2 separate regions of the Mus musculus genome follow, and region 1 is linked to region 2. The links are chromatin contacts, called in public Hi-C maps. All regions are on one chromosome and are shown on one strand. The core of a region is the stretch at or near the end of the contact, and the rest is flanking DNA. Distances in the headings are between cores, read along the strand shown.

Region 1 (2,787 bases), core at 202-2,701, 700 kb after region 2:
TATGACATAGTAATAAATTCAGTATGAAGTAAGTAAGTGTGTTTTTTAAGTTTTGATTCAAGCTGAGGGAGTGACTCGGTTGGTATGATCTTTGGCTCATTAGCATGAGGACCAAGTTCCATACCCAGCACCCAACTAAAAAGACGAGTACTGGGGCAAACCAGGAGGATGAGAGAGAGAGAGAGAGAGATTGAGAGAGTTTTCCTCCCACTACAATATGCTCTAACATCTCAAAAATGCAGCGTTTTTATTTCAAGGCTGGATTTCTCCGTAAGGGATCACACAGTGCCACACAGATACTAAGAGTTCCATACCAAATACAGACTCTGGAGCTGTGCCTATTTCTGGCACTGACCATCCAAAACTACACAGGAGACAATATCACTTCTCTAAGTCATGGGTAGATGTGCCCTAAGAGTTAAGGCCATTCTCATTTCAGGAAACACACAAAAAGACACAAAACAAAACAACAAAACAGTCATTCAGAAGAAGGAAAAACTGGAAAAACCACCACTGATGCAACACATACCTTCTAAACCTAACACAAAACACCAGGGCTGACAATATCTTAACCTCTTTTTTAAAAGTACATTACCCACTGGCTTGCCTCAGCATACCAAAAGGTGTTTAAACATTAACACTTTTCCTAGGAAACACACACACACACCTCCGAGTTATCTCTCACCCTCAGCAATTTCTCTCCACCACCCCAACCTGATGTCCAAACTTCTCAAAAACTTTGCAGCTTTGAACATTTTGAGCTAAGCAAAAAACCAAAACAAAACAAAACAAAACAAAACAAAACAAAACAAAACAAAACAAAAATGGTAGCAGGTTTTCCTCTACCATGATTTTTAGGATGTTGCTTTCTATGTCTTCCTGGAAACTTTCTTCACCTCAACTGGATGGGGACAACATTTTCTTTACATTTTAGTGGTTGTGTTTTGGGCTCCATTGACCAAGCCTGAAGGTTAGAAGAACTGATATTGGGGAGTGAACAACAGAATTGCTGACAGAGATCTCACACAGTGGATCTACCTTGAGAGTTCGCCAGCCTGGGCCTGCCAAAATCGAGGGGTAAATGTCAGATAAGGATCTGAGTTCTTGGGTGTTTAACTGAACCAAACCTCCCAACCTTTTTGAGGTTTGCCGATGACTGGTAATTATATTGTCATTTAACAAAAGTATCTGCATTAAACCAGAGATGTGAAGTTAATGGTTAGGTTCACATCCATTACACACACACACACACACGCACACACACGGGCACACACACACACAAGTGAGCATTGACAAAGCACACAGGGTCTGCATGAGGTGGGGAAGGGATGGAAGATGGAAACTAATGTAGGCTAGAGACTATAAATCAGTGGCTAAATGCTACCTGTCAGGTTGGGGAGTTATGCTAATGTGGGGTGTTTTATTTCTTTCCAGTGCAGAGAGGTCAAAGGGAGGAGGCACAGATGTGTAACTTAATGGAAACACTGAGGAAAACCCCAAAGCACAAGATCACCACTGCGCAAATGTTGAAGAAAGTGATTCTATGTAAGGCGGGCTTTTAATCATCTCTGTCAAGGTAGAATCATCTAAGGTAAAGGCCAAGCTTGTGGGTTTCCAGGGAGGCAGCAGAAAGCCTGAGGACTCGCCCTCAGCCTCTGTACCCAGGACCCTTTCTTCGAAGTGCTTTTCATTTTGACTAAAGCAAGTACAGGGTAAAGTGACTTGTCATTTCTCAGTGACTTGTCAGTTCTCTCAGTGGGAAGTGAGTGAGTGAGTACATGGCAGGGTGAGGGGGTGGGCCCAAAACTCCTTCTTATGTGGCATGGAATTGAGTGCAACTTAATCATCCCACTCCCATAATATGTTGCCAATTGGTTGTATGCTAACGGTCAAAATAATAACTTTATAATAATATATGTTGATTTTTTTTAGTATTTTTCTGTGTGTAGTTTGTAGTGTGTGCATGTGTCATGTCTGTGTATATATATGCATGTGCCCATGTTATATGTATTTGTGTGCCTGTGTGCATCTGTGTGTGTGTGTGTGTGTGTTCCTATATGTGTGTTCAAGTGTGTGTGCCTGTGTGTATCTGTGTGTGTATATGTGTGTGTGTTTGTGTATGTGTATATGTGTGTTTGTGTGTGTCTGTGTGCATCTGTGTATGTGCATGTATGTATGCACTCTCACACGTGTGTGTGTGTGTGTGTGTGTGTGTGTGTGTGTACACATTCAACTATGGGTGCCTTTGGAGACCAAAGACAGCTCATATGTGTCTTTCTCACTCTGCACCTAATTTTTTTTTTTTTTTTTTTTTTTACAATAGGGTTTCTCACTGAAATAGGACCTTGCCATTTCTTCAAGGTTGGCAGGTCAGTGAGCTCCCAGGATCTGCTATCTTTGTGCCCTCAGTGCTGTTACCGTGAAGGCTGCTGTGCCCACCTTGTGTATGGGTGCTGGAGATCCAAACTCATGCTTGCAGAGAAAGCACTCTACCCATAGACCTCTACTCCAGCACATAAATATAGAATAAACTTTAAATTAATGTAATTAATATTTCTATGAAAAGTGTGTAAGCAACCTTGCAGTCCTTGTTTTAAAAGATATTGCTGAAAACGTAGTTGATTCTTTTTAATCAGAGCTCAGAACTATCTACCAAGAAGAAAACAGAGGTATGTGGGCTGATCTTTAATCCAAAAGGAAACAAAGATTCTCAGCATCACTACGATAGAGGCTGACCCAGAAGATGACCTCTTAGATGTCATGGATTATAAACACATTCAAACTAGG
Region 2 (2,931 bases), core at 234-2,733:
TGAGTGATGTTTCAGAAGACAGAATTCAAATTACTTTCCTCTATATATTATAACTTTTCTCCTGAGCTAGGCTGAAGATGCTTGTTACCCATGTCAATAAGGAATAGACTGTATCAATAGTAAAAATATTACTTTACTTATATTTTATTTGACATGTCTGTTATATGCAGGTAGTAGTTTTATTAGAATATAATGTTCCTAATGAATGTTCCTCTCTTGAAACACACACACGAAAGAGAGTGAGAGAGACAGAGAGACAGAGAGACAGAGAGACAGAGAGAGAGTGAGAGAGACAGAGACAGAGACAGAGACAGAGAACTTACAGAACTCTGCTGGCAAGTCACAGTATAGTTTACTAATAAACTCTCCGTAGCTTATGTGTCTTCATCAGGAAGCTACATTGTATCCATTGGGATTATTTCCAAGTTTGTTGTATTGTATGATTTCCTAAATAGGAAGTGACATTATTGAATGTATATATGTATCCTTTGACAAATGTATACATGTACAAAAATAGATGAATAACAGAGTAATAAATATTTCTAGTTTCCTATACACAATTCCTAAACTTATCTGTCACAAATAATGTTACCTTCATTTTCCAGTTCATAAAATAGTCTTAGTTATTTTTTCTGCTCAAACACTATTTCCATAAAAGCACTTTCTGAAACTTCAGTCAGCAGTAAATTGTGATTTGCTCAGTTATTAAATGTTGCATGATGTATGAGCTTTGCATCAGTTGTAGAACAGGACACAATCCTTATTCCTTTTAGCTATCTACTTCTCAAATATATGCCTTTCAAAATATTCTCTTGAATCCAATAATATTTAATAATCCTCAAAGCTTTACTAAACCTACCCCATTCCAAATGTTCTTTCTTATAAACGTCTTCATAGTTCTTGCTACCATTTTGAACTATCTCATCTTAAAGATTATTTTCAGCCTCTTATAAGCTTTTCTATAATGAAAATCCCTTTAACTCTTCTCCACGGCCAAAGAAATACTTACTATATCATGAAAATAAGTAATAAGTGACTGAAACTGGGACTACCTTTATGTTAAAGGGGCACCCATTAATTACATCTATTGTATACAATACATGCAAGGATAATTTACACTAACACTGAACACCACAGACCAAACTAAATAGGTCAAGTTTAGGTCTAGGAATTCTTGGTCATTAGAAATGATGTAGGTATTCTACTGATCTCATATCTAATTTGTCTGGTGTTACATGGAAGGGAGAACAAGCTGCCTTGCCAGTGAACACATTCCTTCCAATATTCTTCCATCTCCTAGTTTGACATTATTAAAAGTTGGAAGGTAAGTTAATAAAGGAGTAGAGAGAAGATGGAAATCGGGGGGAAGAAGACATGGTTAGGGGGAGAAGAAAAAGCTGTTGAGACAGAACATAGGACACCGGGGAACACCAACTCATTTATAGGCTGCACTGTTTGCCTGAGGTTGGCTACCTTATCAGATAAAAGGAAACTGAGACAGAATTTTCTCTGTGACTAACCTTCCCCTGGAGAGATCGCTGTGTGCTGCATTACTATTATTAATCAACTTGACTTTCTTTAAGTCACTGTAATTTCTGACTCAAAATTTTCTCAGGCACTCAATGTGCCAGAGAAATCTTAATGAATTAAATAGGCAGGATGTGTGGGAGCGCCCAGGACTAACTTAAGCACAGTGTATGGAATTTTATCATTTCTGTTTTGTTTTGTTTTTCTCAAATTAGTAACATTAACTCCCGAGGAATAAATCTCCTGCGATGGCCTCAGAAGTCGTGGTATTTTTATCATACACAGAGAAATCTCTGAATCAGAAAACTGATATTTTTGATACAATTAGAAACTTAATAGAGATCACTACTGAACTTAGTGGTGGCAACAAATTACACACACACACACACACATACACACACACACACATACACACACACACATACACACACACACACATACACACACACATACATACACACACACACACACATACATACACACACACACACACATACACACACACATACATACATACACACACACACATACATACACACACACATACATACACACACATACACACACACACACACACACACACACACACACACACACACACACACACAATTATTTTTGGTGTGCCCACAGGTTAAAGCAATAAACTGTAGGTTATGCTTCCAGAGAGTTCAAGGAAAATCCCAATCAATTAAAATAATGATAAGGAATTAATGATCTATCTGATTTCTAACTCTCTTTAAGAACTGTAGCATGTAAATAGGTTAGCTTTTAACAAAAATTAAATCAACGGTTTAATATTAACTTGAATTAAATGGTCTTGAGAAATTGGATGACTTTTCAGAAAGCCTTTTGAAAAAACAAACTATGATGAACTGATAAGATTGCTCCCATGATGGATCAGTGCACTAGATGGCACTAATCGCATGCCTTTCATGTGTTAGAAAATCACATTTCATGTGAGGAAAGAAAGTGGACCACACTTGCAATGTTCTTTATCAGGTGTACTTTCCAACGTTCCTTTGATAGGTTATTTATAATTTATGACTACATTTTTCAGATCATCAGAAAAAAAATTAATTACAGTCACTTTGATACTAAGTGAATTTCAAATTGAAAAGTAGAATTCCATTTTCCCCTAATCTAACGAAATTAATTTACTCCAAGCCAGATACAAAAGAGTTCTGGTCTAGAGGAGTGAGCAATTCAAGTCAAGAGGAAGGTTCTCTACCGATTATACAGTTTTCCATGAATTTCTCTTATCCAAGGATTCATCTTGAAATTTATCTAAGAAGAACATTAACCTAAAGGATGAAAGAAATTCAAAACTCTAAAAAGTCTTGGGACAATAAAATCTTGGTATTGAAGAAACAAAACAAGACTATAAATGAAACAATTTTTAAAGTA

What was found. A called contact is a pair of places that touch in the nucleus more often than the background predicts.
Region 1: a contact with region 2 is called in a Hi-C map of group 2 innate lymphoid cells, with 4 times the contacts expected there. The contact joins two enhancer-like sites. A contact is called at or near these places in 3 of 484 Hi-C or Micro-C datasets (Th1 cells, Th2 cells and group 2 innate lymphoid cells) and 1 of 115 datasets of contacts at active chromatin or transcription factors (CD8 T cells).

The regions. Positions count from the first base shown.
Region 1 is chr2:9,576,585-9,579,371 of GRCm38.p6, forward strand. No RefSeq gene overlaps it. Among named protein-coding and RNA genes, the nearest start is that of Gm13218, 15 kb to the right of the region's middle. Within about 2 kb of position 1,452, at least 15 of the 459 cell types and tissues checked have an H3K27ac peak or open chromatin away from gene starts, as enhancers often do. A contact at or near this core is called in group 2 innate lymphoid cells, where this site is marked.
Region 2 is chr2:8,875,603-8,878,533 of GRCm38.p6, forward strand. No RefSeq gene overlaps it. Among named protein-coding and RNA genes, the nearest start is that of Gm30957, 70 kb to the right of the region's middle. Within about 2 kb of position 1,484, at least 2 of the 459 cell types and tissues checked have an H3K27ac peak or open chromatin away from gene starts, as enhancers often do. A contact at or near this core is called in group 2 innate lymphoid cells, where this site is marked.